Regions from separate parts of the Sus scrofa genome. Here region 1 is linked to region 2. A link is a contact called in public Hi-C data. All regions are on one chromosome and are shown on one strand. Each heading gives the region's core, a stretch centred on a gene start, on an enhancer-like site or on the middle of the called end of the contact. The rest is flanking DNA. Distances are from core to core; before and after follow the strand shown. Region 1 holds the start of NAA25 (N-alpha-acetyltransferase 25, NatB auxiliary subunit). Region 2 overlaps HECTD4 (probable E3 ubiquitin-protein ligase HECTD4).

Evidence for each region. A called contact is a pair of places that touch in the nucleus more often than the background predicts.
Region 1: a contact with region 2 is called in a Hi-C map of alveolar macrophages, with 4 times the contacts expected there. The contact joins the promoter of NAA25 here to the enhancer-like site in region 2. A contact is called at or near these places in 3 of 5 promoter capture datasets (fetal liver and liver), 23 of 47 Hi-C or Micro-C datasets (alveolar macrophages, blood, brain and 12 more) and 2 of 2 datasets of contacts at active chromatin or transcription factors (alveolar macrophages and skeletal muscle).

What each region holds. Positions count from the first base shown.
Region 1 is chr14:39,603,560-39,610,419 of Sscrofa11.1, reverse strand. NAA25 (N-alpha-acetyltransferase 25, NatB auxiliary subunit) reads right to left here and starts at 3,621. Exons shown (of 24, transcript XM_021074209.1): 1 at 3,470-3,621. The coding sequence starts at 3,527.
Region 2 is chr14:39,529,452-39,536,659 of Sscrofa11.1, reverse strand. HECTD4 (probable E3 ubiquitin-protein ligase HECTD4) reads right to left here. Exons shown (of 76, transcript XM_013990365.2): 70 at 6,990-7,145; 71 at 5,314-5,417; 72 at 4,840-5,061; 73 at 2,922-3,088; 74 at 2,486-2,681; 75 at 1,696-1,918; 76 at 1-1,104. The coding sequence ends at 968. Among named protein-coding and RNA genes, the nearest start is that of TRAFD1, 47 kb to the left of the region's middle. Within about 2 kb of position 4,294, at least 26 of the 83 cell types and tissues checked have an H3K27ac peak or open chromatin away from gene starts, as enhancers often do. A contact at or near this core is called in alveolar macrophages, embryonic fibroblasts, retroperitoneal adipose tissue and 2 more, where this site is marked.

The sequences.
Region 1 (6,860 bases), core at 2,372-4,871, 74 kb before region 2:
GTATGGTTGTTCTTTTTGTTTTGTTTTTTTTTAATGATCACACTTGAAGCATATGAAAGTTTCCCTGCTAGGGGTTGAATTGGAGTTGCAGCTCCTGGCCTACACCACAGCAACACCGGACCCTAGCCATATCTGTGACCTGTGCTGCTGCTTGCAGCAATGCCAGATCCTTAACCCACTAAGCAAGGCCAGGGATCCACATCCTCGAGGATACTATGTCAGTTTCTTAACCTGCTGAGCCATAATGAGAGCTCTGTATGTATTTATTTTTATGGTTTTGTTTTCTCAGGCAAGTGACAGGTTTTCCACTAATGGTAATGATACAGATTATTTTAAAATAAATTTAAAAGTCACAGCTGCAGCTCAGATTCTATCCTTGGCCCAAGAACTTCCACATGCCCTAGGGTTAGCTGAAATAATAATAATAATAATAATAATAATAATAATAATAATAATAAATGCTTTCTAACTGATGGCCTTACACACTACATTTGCTCCCTTTTAAATTACTTCCCCCACAGTATTCAGAGCTATCTTTCTAAAGCGCAAGCCTAATTACACCACTCCAATTAAATCTCTTCAGCTTTTCCCACTGTCTTTAAAACAAATGTCAAAAACTTTAAAATGGCTTACAAAGCTGAGTCCGTCTACCTCTGAAGCCTCGTCTCACCCATCTCTATATTCCAACTGTTTAAGTCTCTTCTTAGGTCCTCAAGTAGAACAAGATCTTTTTACGCACTCTCTCTGTCCATCATTCCTCCCCATCTCATGGCCTGACTAACCTCTGCTCTTCTTTCATGTCCAAAGTAAAACGTCACTTCCACAGAGAACCTTTTTTTGAACTGTCCCCAACAATCAAGATGCCCATAGTGGAGTTCCCGTTGTGGTGCCAAAGAAATGAATCTGACTAGGAACCATGAGGTTTCAGGTTCAATCCCTGGCCTCACTCAGTGGGTTAAGGATCCAGCGTTGCCCTGAGCTGTGGTGTAGGTGGAAGACGTGGCTCGGTTCTGGCATTGCCGGGGCTGTGACGTAGGCCAGCAGCTGTAGCTCCAATTTGACCCCTAGCCTGAGAACCTCCATATGCTGTGGGTGTGGCCCTAAAAAGACAAAAAGACAAAAAAAAGAAAAAAAGAAAAAAAAATTTTTAAAGTGAATAATGGTGGCGTTCCCATCATGGCGCAGTGGTTAACAAATCTGACTAGGAACCATGAAGTTGTGGGTTCGGTCTCTGGCCTCGCTCAGTGGGTTGAGGATCCAGCGTTGCCATGAGCTGTGGTGTAGGTCGAAGATGAGGCTCAGATCCCGAGTTGCTGTGGCTCTGGCGTAGGCTGTCGGCTACAGCTCTGATTTGACCCCTAGCCTGGAAACCTCCATATGCTGCGGAAGCAGCCCTAGAAAAGGCAAAAAGACAAAAAATAAATAAATAAAGTGAATAATGGTAAAAGAAAGCATTAGGGCTCACCAAGTCACATGAGAATACAAAATCTGTTCAGAACCCCATAGCGCAAGAGAATCATTTTAGCAAAAGGATAATGAGTAATAAAGTTCTAGGAAGGTCAAGGTGGTTTTCAAAAATCAAAAGTAAATACCTGGAGTTCCTATTGCGGCTCAGCGGAAACAAATCCAACTAGTATCCATGAGGATGCAGGTTCAATCCCTGCCCTTGCTCAGTGGGTTAAGGATCTGGCATTGCTGTGAGCTGTGGTGTAGGTCACAGATGCAGCTCGGATCTGGCATTACTGTGGCTGTGGGGTAGGCCAGCAGCTGCAGCTCTGATTTGACCCCTAGCCTGGGAACCTCCATAGGCCACAGTGCAGCCCTAAAAGGCCAAAAAAAGAGAGAGAGAGAGAAGTCTACAGGCAGCTTTTGCAGACAGCTATATAATGAGCCACAAATTGTAAACCCTGGATTCAGTTCCTACTCTCGGTCATCCTTGCATATGTCATCTCTGCCCTTTGAAAATATTTACTGGAGGCATGAGAATACACAGTCCTGGGAAAATGGAAATCTACCACTCACCACCTATGTGACCTTTGGTAAGCCAGTGTTTTCAGCTCAAAGTGAGGTGATTTCTAGCACAGTGGTTAAAAGAGTAAGTCTGGGACAGTCCACAAGGGTTCAGATCCTAGCTTCGTGTTAGCTGAGTGACCACAGACAAATTACACATCAATAAAGCCCCAGTTTCCTCATCTGTGGAAAGAAAGGGAGGGGGTTGTAAAAACTACCTATCTCAGGAGTATGTGTGAAAATTAAATGATAAATATAAAAGGCTGAGGACAGTGACTGACATAATTAACAGTCTATATATATTAGCTATTATTATTTTTACCCACCTCACAAAGCTGTTGCTAGAATCAAATGAGATGTGAGTAAAGTATCATACAAATTACAAAAAGTAGCAATTGTACCAGAAATATATAGTTACCCCCTTCCAAAAAAAAAAAGTTAAGTGATCTCAGCCCTGCGGAGAAACCTCCATTTAGTAACATCCACACTATAAACATGAGACCTAATTTTGCGAAAAACCACTGACCTTGAAGCCTTCCTTCATCAAGAAGTGACACAGACCAAGACCATACAACCATCTAACAGGAACCACTATCCAATTACAGAACACCTCGGTAATTGAAGAGATGTTTCTGTGACTCAAATATGTGATTTTTCACAATAAGTGTAGCAGAACGATATCAAGGTCTTAAAACCTGAGGATTGGGCTAAGCGTTACAAAGGGGGATCCACTCAGCACACAGAAGGCAAGCTGCAGAAAGCCAGAAAAGCTACAGAAAGGAAAGGCCCTGCACGCCCCTCCAAACTATCACAATCTTCCCATCGCTATTTTGGGCCCAAGACCACCACCCCCCCGCCCCCGCCTCCCACGTGTACCCTGAGCAGCTGTTCCTCCACCAAAGAGCTTTCGATGGGGAGCCTCAAATCTGGGCCTGTTCCTGACTCGATTCGGGTGACCTTGCGTCAGCTCCTTCCTCTCTCAGAACCTCAGTTTCTCTCTGTTCACCAAGCACTGTTGGTCAGACAACATTTTAGGCCCAGTTTCCATAAGTAAAAAGTCTTCAGTGGGGGTTTTCCCTCAAGTAGGGTGTTTCAGCCCTGTACCGGAGCTAGCTTCCACCTGCGGGCAGATCTTGGGTGTCCCTTGGCGTGGCCCCAACAACGCGACCTGCGAGCAGAGCAGATCTCTACCAGAGGAAATGTCTTACAAAGCCTGCCTGTCGGGCCAGCTCTGCCGACCTGCCGCTGCCCTAACAGCGCAGCTGCCACCTCAGGGCTCTGGAAGGCCAGGCCGGCGCTTCCGCGAGGCCCGTGACTGAGGCCTAGAGGCCCGCGCGGCCGACCCCCTGTGCTCGCCAGCCCTGCTCCTGGCCACTCAGCGACCCTCCTGGGCCTTTACCCTGGCCCCGGCGGCCCTCGGCGTATCCGGCTGGCGACTAGACTGGCCCCAGGCACTCACCGTAAATGGGCCGGAGGCGCCTGTCGTTAGGGTCCTGCACATGGCCCCGCGTCGCCATGATGACAAGCGCAGAACAGCAGTGCGCACGCGCAGGGCAGGCCCCCGGGAAGGGGCCGTTAAAGGGCCAGCGCCGATCTCGCTCGTCTATCGCGATGGTCGCGGGGTTGCGATTGAACGCGCCTGCGCGGAAAGGGACAACACTTACACCGCACCCCTCCCACAGACTATTGCCACTTTGAGGGATACGTCTCCCCTTTGCTGATGGAATCAGTCTAGCTGATAGAGGCGGCCGTTGCTATTAAAATCCCGTCCGAGTCACTTACGGGAGAGTGAAGAAAGGAGAGAAACTCTTGGTCAGAGTTAGGGCTCTGCTGCTCCAGTTTATCTTATTTCTCATCTGTGCTGAAGGACCAGTTAGACTTGTCTTTGATTAATTGTTGAGGAACTGGGACCTCCTCTGGGAGGGTGACCCAGGAGAGAGTAGGGGAAAGGGGTGCTGACCAACAGTAGAAATCTGCCAGAAATGTTCGAGATCCCTTCATCTCTCTCCTGGTGCTCAGCCAACTAAGAAGCACCCTAGATTTATAGTAATCCAGTGGATTTGTCAACTATACCGCAATAAAACTGAAGGAAAAAAGTAATTCAGTTAGTATGTGCAGTTAGTGTTGCAAGCTCTAAATGAATTATTTCATTAATACTCATAACAACCCTAGTATCTCCTTAGAAGGTAGATACTATCCTCTTTTCTACTGGTGGGTTTATTCATACCCAATATAATTATCCAGTGCCTATTATGCCGCTGTTTCTGTTTCGAATTTAGGCAGAGAAGATACATTGTAAATAAATCAGAGCTTTCCTGGGGCCTTCCTTGCTGGGAGGGAGATCATCAAATAAGTATGTCAGTATATTAGGTGATAATAAATGAAACTGAGAAAAGGAGAACAGGGACGGGGGGCAATTTTATATAGTGTGGTTAGAAAAAGCGACAATTGTCAGAAAAGTTAAATAAAGTGGGAGATGGGAGTTCTCTTGTGGCACAGCAGGTTAAAAATCCAGCATTGCCATGGCTGTGGCGTGGGTTTGATCCCTGACCTGGGAACTTCCACATGCCTGGGTCGAGGTGAAAGAAAAAAACCAAAAAACTGTCAAGGTCATGAAAAATAAGGAAACTATGAGAAACCATAATAGTCCAATGAAACACGATAACCAAAGGTAATGTGATATCCTGGTTGGGATCCTGAGACAGAAAAAAAAAGGGCATTAGTGGAGAAACAGAAGAAATGCAAATAAAATCTAGAATTTAGTTAATAGTATTATGCTAATGTTGGTTTCTCATTTTGACGAATGTAAATTACATGGTAATGTAAGATGTTAACATTAAGGTTAACTGGTTGAAGAGTAGTAAAAACTTTACCCTCTTTTCAGCCTTTCTGTTAAGTCTAAAACCATTCCAAAGTAATAGATTTTTAATACATTTTTAATAATGGGGGGTATTTTTTAACTACATGCACTAGAAACTCTCATCCCAACTCTGTCCTGGGGCAAGCTAAAGAGGAAGAAAAAAAATTCCAGAAGCAAGTGCACAGAGAAATTCTTGTTGAAAATGGTTGGGAGTGGTGGTGGAGGGGAAGGGGGGGGGGTCCCTCCAATAAATATACAATATGCGATCCCCATGGAAAAATCATTTCTTTTTGTGTGTGTGTGTCTTTTTAGGGCCAAACTCTTGGCATATGGAGGTTCCCAGGCTAGGGGTCAAATCAGAGCTACAGGTGCCAGCCTATGCTGCAGCAATACAGGATCCGAGCCACATCTGTGACCTAGGCCACAACTCACACCAACACCAGATTCTTAACCCACTGAGTGAGGCCAGGGATTGAACCTGAGTCCTCATGGATACTAGTCAAATTCGTTTCCCCTGAACCATGATGGGAACTCCCTAGACCTGCTGATTATTAAGCACTCCCCCAGACCCGGTGAATCTATCACTCTAAGAGTGGGCACAGCAATCTGTATCTTTGCAAATCCTCTTGTGATTTAGATTCAGACAAAAGTTTCATTCTTCTCCTTTAGGTTAGAAGTGGACAAATTATGACCCATAGGCCATATCTAGCTGACTACTGTTTTTGTACAGCCATGAGCCAAGAATGATTTTTACTTTTTTAAAATGTAATAAAATAATCAAAAGAAGAATCAAAATAATCAAAAGAAAAATATTTCACAATATGTTAAAGGTATGTAAAGTTCAAAGGCCAGGGTTCATAAATAAAATTTTAGTGGGTTAAGGATCCGGTGTTGCCATGAGCTGTGGTGTAAGTCACAGACGCAGCTCGGATCTTGCATTTCTGTGGCTGTGGCATAGGTCGGCAGCTACAGATCCAATTCAGCCCCTAGCCTGGGAACCTCCTTATGCCAGTTTCAGCCCTAAAAAAAAAAAAAAAAAAAAAAAGACAAATAGTAAATAAATAAAAAAAATTTTCTAGAACACAGCTATGCCCATTTATGCATGGTCGGTGGCTGTTTTGGTGCTACAGGAGCAAAACTGAGTAGTTGCAACAGAGACCATATGGCCCATAAAGTTAAGATATTCACCATATGGGACTTTACAGAAAAAAATTTGCCAACATCTGCTCTAGAATAATGGAAGGCATTTTTTTTTTAACTTTTTAAGACCGCACCTGTGAGATATAGAAGTTCCTAGGCCAGGGGTTGAATCAAAGCTGTAGCTGCCAGCCTATGCCACAGCCACAGCCACACCAGAACCTACACCGCAGCTTGTGGCAATGCCAGATCCTTAAACCATGAGCAAGTCCACATCCTCAATGAGATTCCACATCCTCATGGATATTAGTTGAGTTCTTAACCCATTGAGCCACAACAGGAACTCCAATGGAAGGCATTTCAATATTCCCAGGGTAGAGAGTTCCCTCCATGGAGCAGTGGGTTAAGAATCCAAATACAGCAGCTTGGGTTGCTGCAGGGAAGCGGGTTTAATTCCTTGCCTGGTGCAGAGGGTTAAAGGATCTGGCATTGTCACTGCAGTGGCTCAGGTTCATTCCGTGGCCCAGGAACTTCCATATGCCCCAGGTGTGGTCATAAAATTAAAAAAAAAGATTACTCCCAGGGTAGACTTGTCAGGTAAAGTACGGTGTAATTTCTGGGGCATACTTACACTAAAACAATATTCACTGTTTATCGGAGCATTTAACCAGGTGTCCTATATTTTTTAAATTGAGGTAAAGATGATTTATAATATATTAGTTTCAGGTGTCCTGTATTTTTATTTGCTAAGCTTGGCTACCCTAGCCCAAGGAGAATGCCATACTCCCCAAATCATTTTAAGCAGCAAGGATGAAGGTCAGGAGCCTCCAGTAAGTTGACCCCAGGCTTGCTC
Region 2 (7,208 bases), core at 3,045-5,544:
GAGCACCTCAGACAGCTCTTTTTAGAATGGGGTGTGGCCCTCTCCGCTGCTCTTCACACCAACACCACCACAGTGAGGAAGGGCCGTTTCTGAATACAAAAGTGGGGGAGGCTTCGATCATGTGCTTGCTTCCCTGTTCAATCAGGGTCTTAGAAAAAGGCCCCCGCTTGAGCACTGTCCAACTCCAGGGGGAGGGTCCTCTCAACTCCTGAGCTGGGGTGCACCTGGCCTGGCTCTGCGAACTAAGGTCAGGAAGGAACCTTCTGGTCTTCTGCTCCGAGCGCTGCTCAGTGGGAGACTGTCAGCCCGGGGCCCGGAACTGACGGAGAGCAGAGAGGGCTGAGTGGGAAGGGGCGGGGGACCACTGTGGGCTTTTGCTCAGAAAAACCCAGACCATAAACAAGGTTCTAAAGCAGGAAGATGAACACATAAAGCTCCCTGTGTGTGTCTCCTGTGTTCTGCTAACTGGCCCAACCATTTCAAGCTGGAAGGAGGCCTGCGGGAGCCACATCCAGCTCGAGGCAGCAGGGCAGGGTGGGCCACAGACTTGTCCGTGGAGATGCTCTGCAGACAGAACCGGAGGCTCTGGGAACTGAGGGCGTCTCCCTACCAGCTTCCTGCTGGGTGCTTCTATGATGTGGAACCAACTGGGGCCTCAGGGCATCCAAATCCAGTGGCCACGAAGGGAAAATGTCCAGGAAGATCAAATGAGACACGAGCTGTCTGGGAACTAAACTATCCTACAAACATACCACAAACAAGGTAGCAAAAGAACCAACCCATCACGAAACGTACAAATACATAAGGTCAAGTCTTCCAGGAAGCCCTGGAATGTGGACAAAAGTTCGGAAAAGCAAAATGTCGCCAACTCCTCACACAGGGCCCCGGAGGGACGTGCCCACAGCGGCAGGCTTCCCAAGCCGGCAGAGCGGTGTCTCGGTGACGGCCTAGCTCGGGCTCCGTCCCCTCAGCCACTCAGGGGGTCTTCGCGGTAGTGAATGGCACAACGAAGTTTCTCCAGCATGATTTCCAGAGAGGAGTACTGGGGAAGCTTGATCATGAACATGCAGGTCTCCACGCGGATGTAGCGAGAGTCTGGGGAACCTACAGGAGAGACATCGGGCCAGTGTGAGGGCCCGGGTCCCGGGGAGGCCTGGCGGGGCCCTCTGCCTCCAGGTTTGCCTCTCTGCACGGCTCCAAGCTCACCCCAAGCCCAGCGGGAAGCGGGTGAAGGCCTGGGAGGCTGGGGCGGGGCAGGAGGAGACTCGGGAGGAAAAGGCAGCCGCTGTACGTACAGCACAGGCAGCACGGGGCTGACCTCTGGGCAGAATCTGGCTGCAGGCAGGTTGGTTTGGCTAGCAAAGCATTTTGCTTGGAATTTTCTACATTTAATCATTTTGCACCATGAAGAAAGTTGGCAGATTAAAACATTTCTGGATTTTAAGCCTTTTAAAATTTCCAACGATATGTCAACATCAGGCCTATGCTGCCCCTTGGCAAAGGTCGGGTTTGGGACGCCCAGGACCCGTAGGCTCCCTCTCCCCGCCCGCGCCTCGCCCTCATTTCTATTTGGGCTTTGGTGTTCAGGTCCCTGTCTGTCGTTCCCTCCTCCACAGGGCCTGGCAACCCCAGGTCCAAACAGAAGGGCCTATGTATCCCCACTTGGAACATGACCAGGGAAGGTCAGGCCAGTACCTGCTGTGCCATCCGGGGGGGCGATCTTCATCGGGTACGGGGGCACATGGGCTGTGTCAGGGCCCCCGTCTTTGCAGGGGCAGGTGAATGGGATGCGCTCCTGGTTGCAGGCAAACTTGATGAACTTGCACAGCTCCTCCTGGGCAAACATCTCCAGTGCCCCCCAGAAGAACTCGATGTGCTGGTCTGTCTCCATCAGCCCCACCTGGTACATGGTGTGGGCCTGGGGAAGAAAGGCCCACACATGTGAGCCGGCCTGCAGTGGGCCAGAACCCGGAGCGGGTGCCGCAGGGAAACACGGCCGTGGGACACAGCGAGTTGCCAGGATGACAAGGTCCACAGAGGCAGCGGCTGTCTGTGTGACCAGCCTACACAGGAGGCCCGGAGCAGGGGCTCTACTATGTTACCGCCTCTGTGTAACACACACACACCTCAGTACACTAAAATGAAACTCACTGGGTAGGTCCTGTCACCATTCCCACTAGAGGTGAAGTCACCTGGCAAGGTCCCCGGCTGGCATGGGCCAGGGTGAGGAGTGGAGGGGGCTTGGCAAGAATATGCCACCTGAGCCTGGGGGTTCATTCATGGGCTCTGGAGGCAGGGGACCTGGGTCTGAGGTCTGACTCTGCTGCTTCCTGGCTGGGTGACCTTGGCAAGTGACTCTCTTACAGTGAGATGGGAGTGAGCACAGCTCCCCCCGACAGGAGGGGGACAGAGGAAGTACTGTGACATGTGACGGGCCACTGCAGACATGCCTGCCAGCCCAGCCCAGCCCGGCTTTGCCACCGACCTTCAGGAACTCAAGGTTGATGTAGGGGAGGCCGCACGTCCGCAGCTCCATCTCCAGCGGGCTGAGCGTGGTGAGCAGCTGCAGGGGGATGATGGAGCCCAGCCCCGCCCGTACGGCCGTCACGCACTCCACGTTCTGCAGCTCCCGCAGCCGCAGGCTCCGGATGGTGGCCGCGTAGATGTCCTTGTTCTCCCACCTGCGGGCCACGGGGGACGCGGTGAGGGACGATGCCCAAGAGGCTGCTCTGGCGCCAGAGGACCCCAGACTGCTACCTGGATTTCCCGGGCCTGGCAGCTCAGTGACTCCCCTCTGCTCTGGGTCCACCGCCTCAGCCCGGCCACTGAAGATGTTCCACCAGCTCTCCCGGGGCCCACGGTCCAGCCCACATCCTCCCCCTGGTGAGAGCCACTCGGCCCAACCGAGGCCGCACACTCACGCCACAGGGATGTGCCGGCCGCGGCTGCACAGCTCCACCTCCTCGCCCGTCATGGTCAGGTAGGTGAACCGGCAGCAGGGCTTGTTGGGCCCGTCGGGGCTCTCGGTGGCCAGGTGCTGGGAGGCGATCTCGGCGCACAGGGCCTCCAGCTCAATCTCGTCATTGATCTGGAGGGCAGAGCAGAGCGAGGCTGACCCAGACTGACCCAGGCCCCCGGAAGATGGAACCCCAACCCAGTTGGGCAAACACCAGGTACTGCCTGGGTAGGGGCTACCGTGGCCACTGTGAGTGGGTAGATGGCAGAGGCCTGGCCTGTCAGCCTTGCCATGACTTGAAGGTTAGGCACATGACCCAGGCCTGGCTAATGGGACCCAAATTACAGCCACCCCAACTGGGCACGGCTGAAGGTGGGTGCCATCTTGAGATCAGTCATTGACAGCATCATGGAGGTACCTGGATTCTGCCCTAGAGCCAAATCTGCATCTGTACTTTTAAGAGTGAATCATTTAAAAAAAAGGTATGTGTGGGGGGAGTTCCCGTTGTGGCTCTGCAGGTTAAGAATCCAACATGGTCTCCATGAGGATGCAGGTTCGATCCCTGGCCTTGCTCAGTGGGTTAACAATCTAGTGTTGCCATGAGCTGTGGTGTGGGTCGCAGACGTAGCTCGATCTGGCATTGCTGTGGCTGTGGTGTAGGCCAGCGGCTGCAGCTCCCATTTGACCCCTAGCCTGGGAACCTCCATATGCCACGGGTGTGGCCCTAAAAAGAAAAAAAAAAAAAGTTTCTCATCTGGATTGAGCTGGGGTTTCTGTCCTCAGAGGGCCCTGACTTGATTCCCCTTGTGTGAGGTATGTGGGCCACCTCTCTAGCATCGGCACCCCATTGATGGAAATTTAGGGTTCACAAGACCCTGATGAGCATGCTGGGCTACTGAGGAGAGGATAGGAACTGACCCAGCGGAAAAGCCTGCGGCTCTGGGGTGGTGATGACAGCGGGCACCCCTGACAAGTTCAAGGCGTTTCTTTCTGGTTTCTGTGCCTCCTCCTTCTCCCCTCCCCAAGATGGTTCTGTATCCCGGCTTGCCTGTCCTCCCCAGACAGAAGCCTTGGCTGGACTGTCTGCCTGGACACCAGCTTTTTTGTTTTGTTTTGTTTTCATTTGTTTATTCGGACACTATCTTAGAGGCCCTGCCAGTCTCAGGCCTCTGCTGCCACCCACAGCTCCTGAGGACTTCTCACAGCAGTGGCTGGGAACGACTCATAAATCCCCAGTCCACGGGGGGTGTCCTGCTTTGACCCTTCAGACAATTCACGTCAGCCCTGTCTGTGCTGCAACGCCCGCTGCTCGCCAGGCGCCTGGCTCAGCTGCTCCCACATGCTGGCTCCCCCAAGTGGCAGCTGTGGGGATTACAGAGAGCAGGTACTGGGGGCCCCTCAGAGGGCCTTCACGTCTGTGTCACCGGAGGCCCACCAGCTGGCACTTCCTTCAGCAGTTGTCCCCCATGGAGAGCAGCCTTCTTCAGGCCTCAGGAGAGGGAACAAGTGCTGTGTTCCCAGCGCTCTGCCTAGGTGATGCCCCAGAGCTGATCTCCTGCGCCCTTCGTGAAGCCCCGAAACGAAGCTCTTAAAAGTGAAACCAGCTCTGCGTGGAGCAGTTCCCACCCAACACCTCTGCTCCCTCTGCTGTGGGGGCCCCTTCCCCCTGTGTCCTTACGAGGTGGGGCAGATGGTAAAGGAGGGAGGCCAGGGGCTCCGGGCCCCGTGAGGCAAGCCTCGCCAGTAGATGTGCCTCATGCTCCCTCATGTTCTCTGGGAGGTCCCTGTCAGTCCCCAGGGGGGCCACAGAGGCCTAAGCAGAATGGCAGGCCACTGCTCTGGGGTCCTGCTGTCCCCTAGAAAAAAATGTGTTTTTTACTTACACTCTCAAATTTCTTGACATAATTGTAGGTGAGGATGTCTGCTTCCTGCAGGTCTTGGTCAGGGTCCAGGGGCTCCCCTACCAGCGTCTTCCAGAAGGAGGGCAGGAGGTCCAGGGGAAGAGGGACATCTGCTCGAATTGCAATTCCCAGCAACTGGCCCAGGAAGTGCAGCAGCTGCTCCTCCCCGTAGGTGATGGGGCTTGGGGTCAGGATGTACTTCCCCTGAAAGTGGAGGCACGCGTGAGCTGACCCACCTGTGCCTCTACTGGCCCCAGGAACATGTGTCCCAGGCTCACGTGACCCATGGCAGGCAGGAGGGAACCACTGCAAAGGGAGGCCCTGCCCAGACCAGGAAGGCTGGTGAAGCACCAAGCTGACGAGGCCATGCACCTGGCGAGCCACTGCTCCCAGGGAGCTGACTGCCGGGGGGGCGGGGGGAACACTAGCCGCAGCTGCCGGGGCCTGGTGTCTTACCTTGTTCTTGTTGACGGCGGAGCTGGGGCACAGCAGGAGGAGGGACAGTGAGGAGCTCTGCAGCTCTTTGCACACCTGCCACAGGAAGTGGCGGAAGGAACCGCCTACACGATAGACAGGGACCCATCAGCCTTCCCTGCCTGTAGGCCCTGTCCCCATCAGGAACGTCAGCGCCTCTGCCCCCCACCCCTGACCCAGGCTTCAGTGGCCTAGAAAGAGAACTCGCTGAGGGCTGGGAGAACACAGGGCCACTGATGAGCTGGGCGATTCCTGGGAATCACGTTCCTGCTGGAGCCAGCCTCAGCCCCTCATCTCCCAAAGGCGGGCAGTGACTGTCCCGACCTCCAGGCTGGTTTCAGGGATTGAGTGAGATCAAAGGCAGGCCCTATGTGGGACACCTATCACAGTTGCAAGTTGACAATGATGCTGAGGGCTTGTAGGACCCATGTTTGCCTCCTGTGCTGGGCTGGAAGCAGGGCTCCATTTCACTCAGAACTGTGTCCAGCCAAGCCCGGGACCTCAGTGTGCATTCAGTGTGTGTATAACTACACGGATGGACGCATGACACAGGCGAAGGGCAGTGGGCAGTGATCGACTCCTCTCCTGCTGCCACTCCAAACCTGCCTTTGGGTTTTTGGCAAAACTCTTCTCTATGGCTGGGGCTCCCTTGCTCTCCCCTGTGCATCCCCATTGGTGTCCTGAGGCATGAGAACAGCTGTGCACATACCGCTTGGTCAGACCCACGGGGAGGACTTGGCTGGGGAGATGTCAGGGCTTGGCCTTCACTCGGTTCCAGGAGAAAAGCAGGAGACTCTTGTCTCCTGAAGCCATCAAGGGCTGGGCTTTGGAACTGGACAGACCTGGGTTTGAACCCCAGTGAGCCCCCTGACCCTGGGAAAGCTACTTAACTTTGTGGAGCCCCAGTTTCCCCATCTGCAAAGCGGGACAGAGCTGGTGTCATTAGGAGCGTTAAGGTGTTGAGCCTGGTGTCTCAGTGAACAGAGCTATTCTCTGAGGTGTGCCCAGAGGCCGCATGATGAGGGCGGGATGGGAGACAGAGCAGCCCCAACAGTGTTCTCAGCCCGGTGCGGCTACCGGAAGAGGAACTTTCTTCCCCCATCCAGCGTGAGAGGATTTTCTGAGTGTCTGGGCTAATCTGACTGAAAGGATCCCCAGGGAACATTTTCTGAGTGGCCATTCCTCATCCCTGCAGCGTGAGATGTCAGAAGGTGCCATTTTGATCACAGGCTCCTCAAACCCCTGTCTCTCATGGGGCACATACAAGATTTTAACTCAACCCCTCAGCCAGGGGGGTCTTCCTGGAAAAGAAGTCCAGTCCACGGTGAGGGCATCTCTCCCAGGTCCACTCGGCAAGAAACGCACCCCTAGCATTGACCACAGCCTGGAAGGTGCTGCGCTGAAGTCACCGACCAGCAGGGGGCGCGAGATCCCCAGGGAACAGGGCAAGTCTGAGGGGCTGGGTTTGGGGAGCCTGGACAGAGGGTCACTCTAGGGCAGACCTGGCTTCTGGGCAGAGCGCGATAATAAGGGTGGGGCTCTACTGTTGCTAATGGGTAAGATCTTTAGGCTAAAAATTACCCCAGAAATTTTTACTTTCTGAACACAGCCTCCATCCTGAACTGGCTGAAAGAGGCCCCGGCGGGGCCGCCACTTACTGGTGCCGTGGACCTCCTCCCCAGTGAAGCGGATGTTGAAGGCATAGGTGGGGTCACCGCCACTCGCCAGTTTGACGCAAAGCTGGGAAGATGGCACCGAGGCCAGCTGCCTGGCCGCCTGGCAGAAGTAGGAGTTTTCAGAGGCTCTGATCTCCCCTGGAAGAGAGAGATGAAGAGCTGAAACCTTCGGGGCGCCTCTCACCTCCCAGCCCCGCCCCC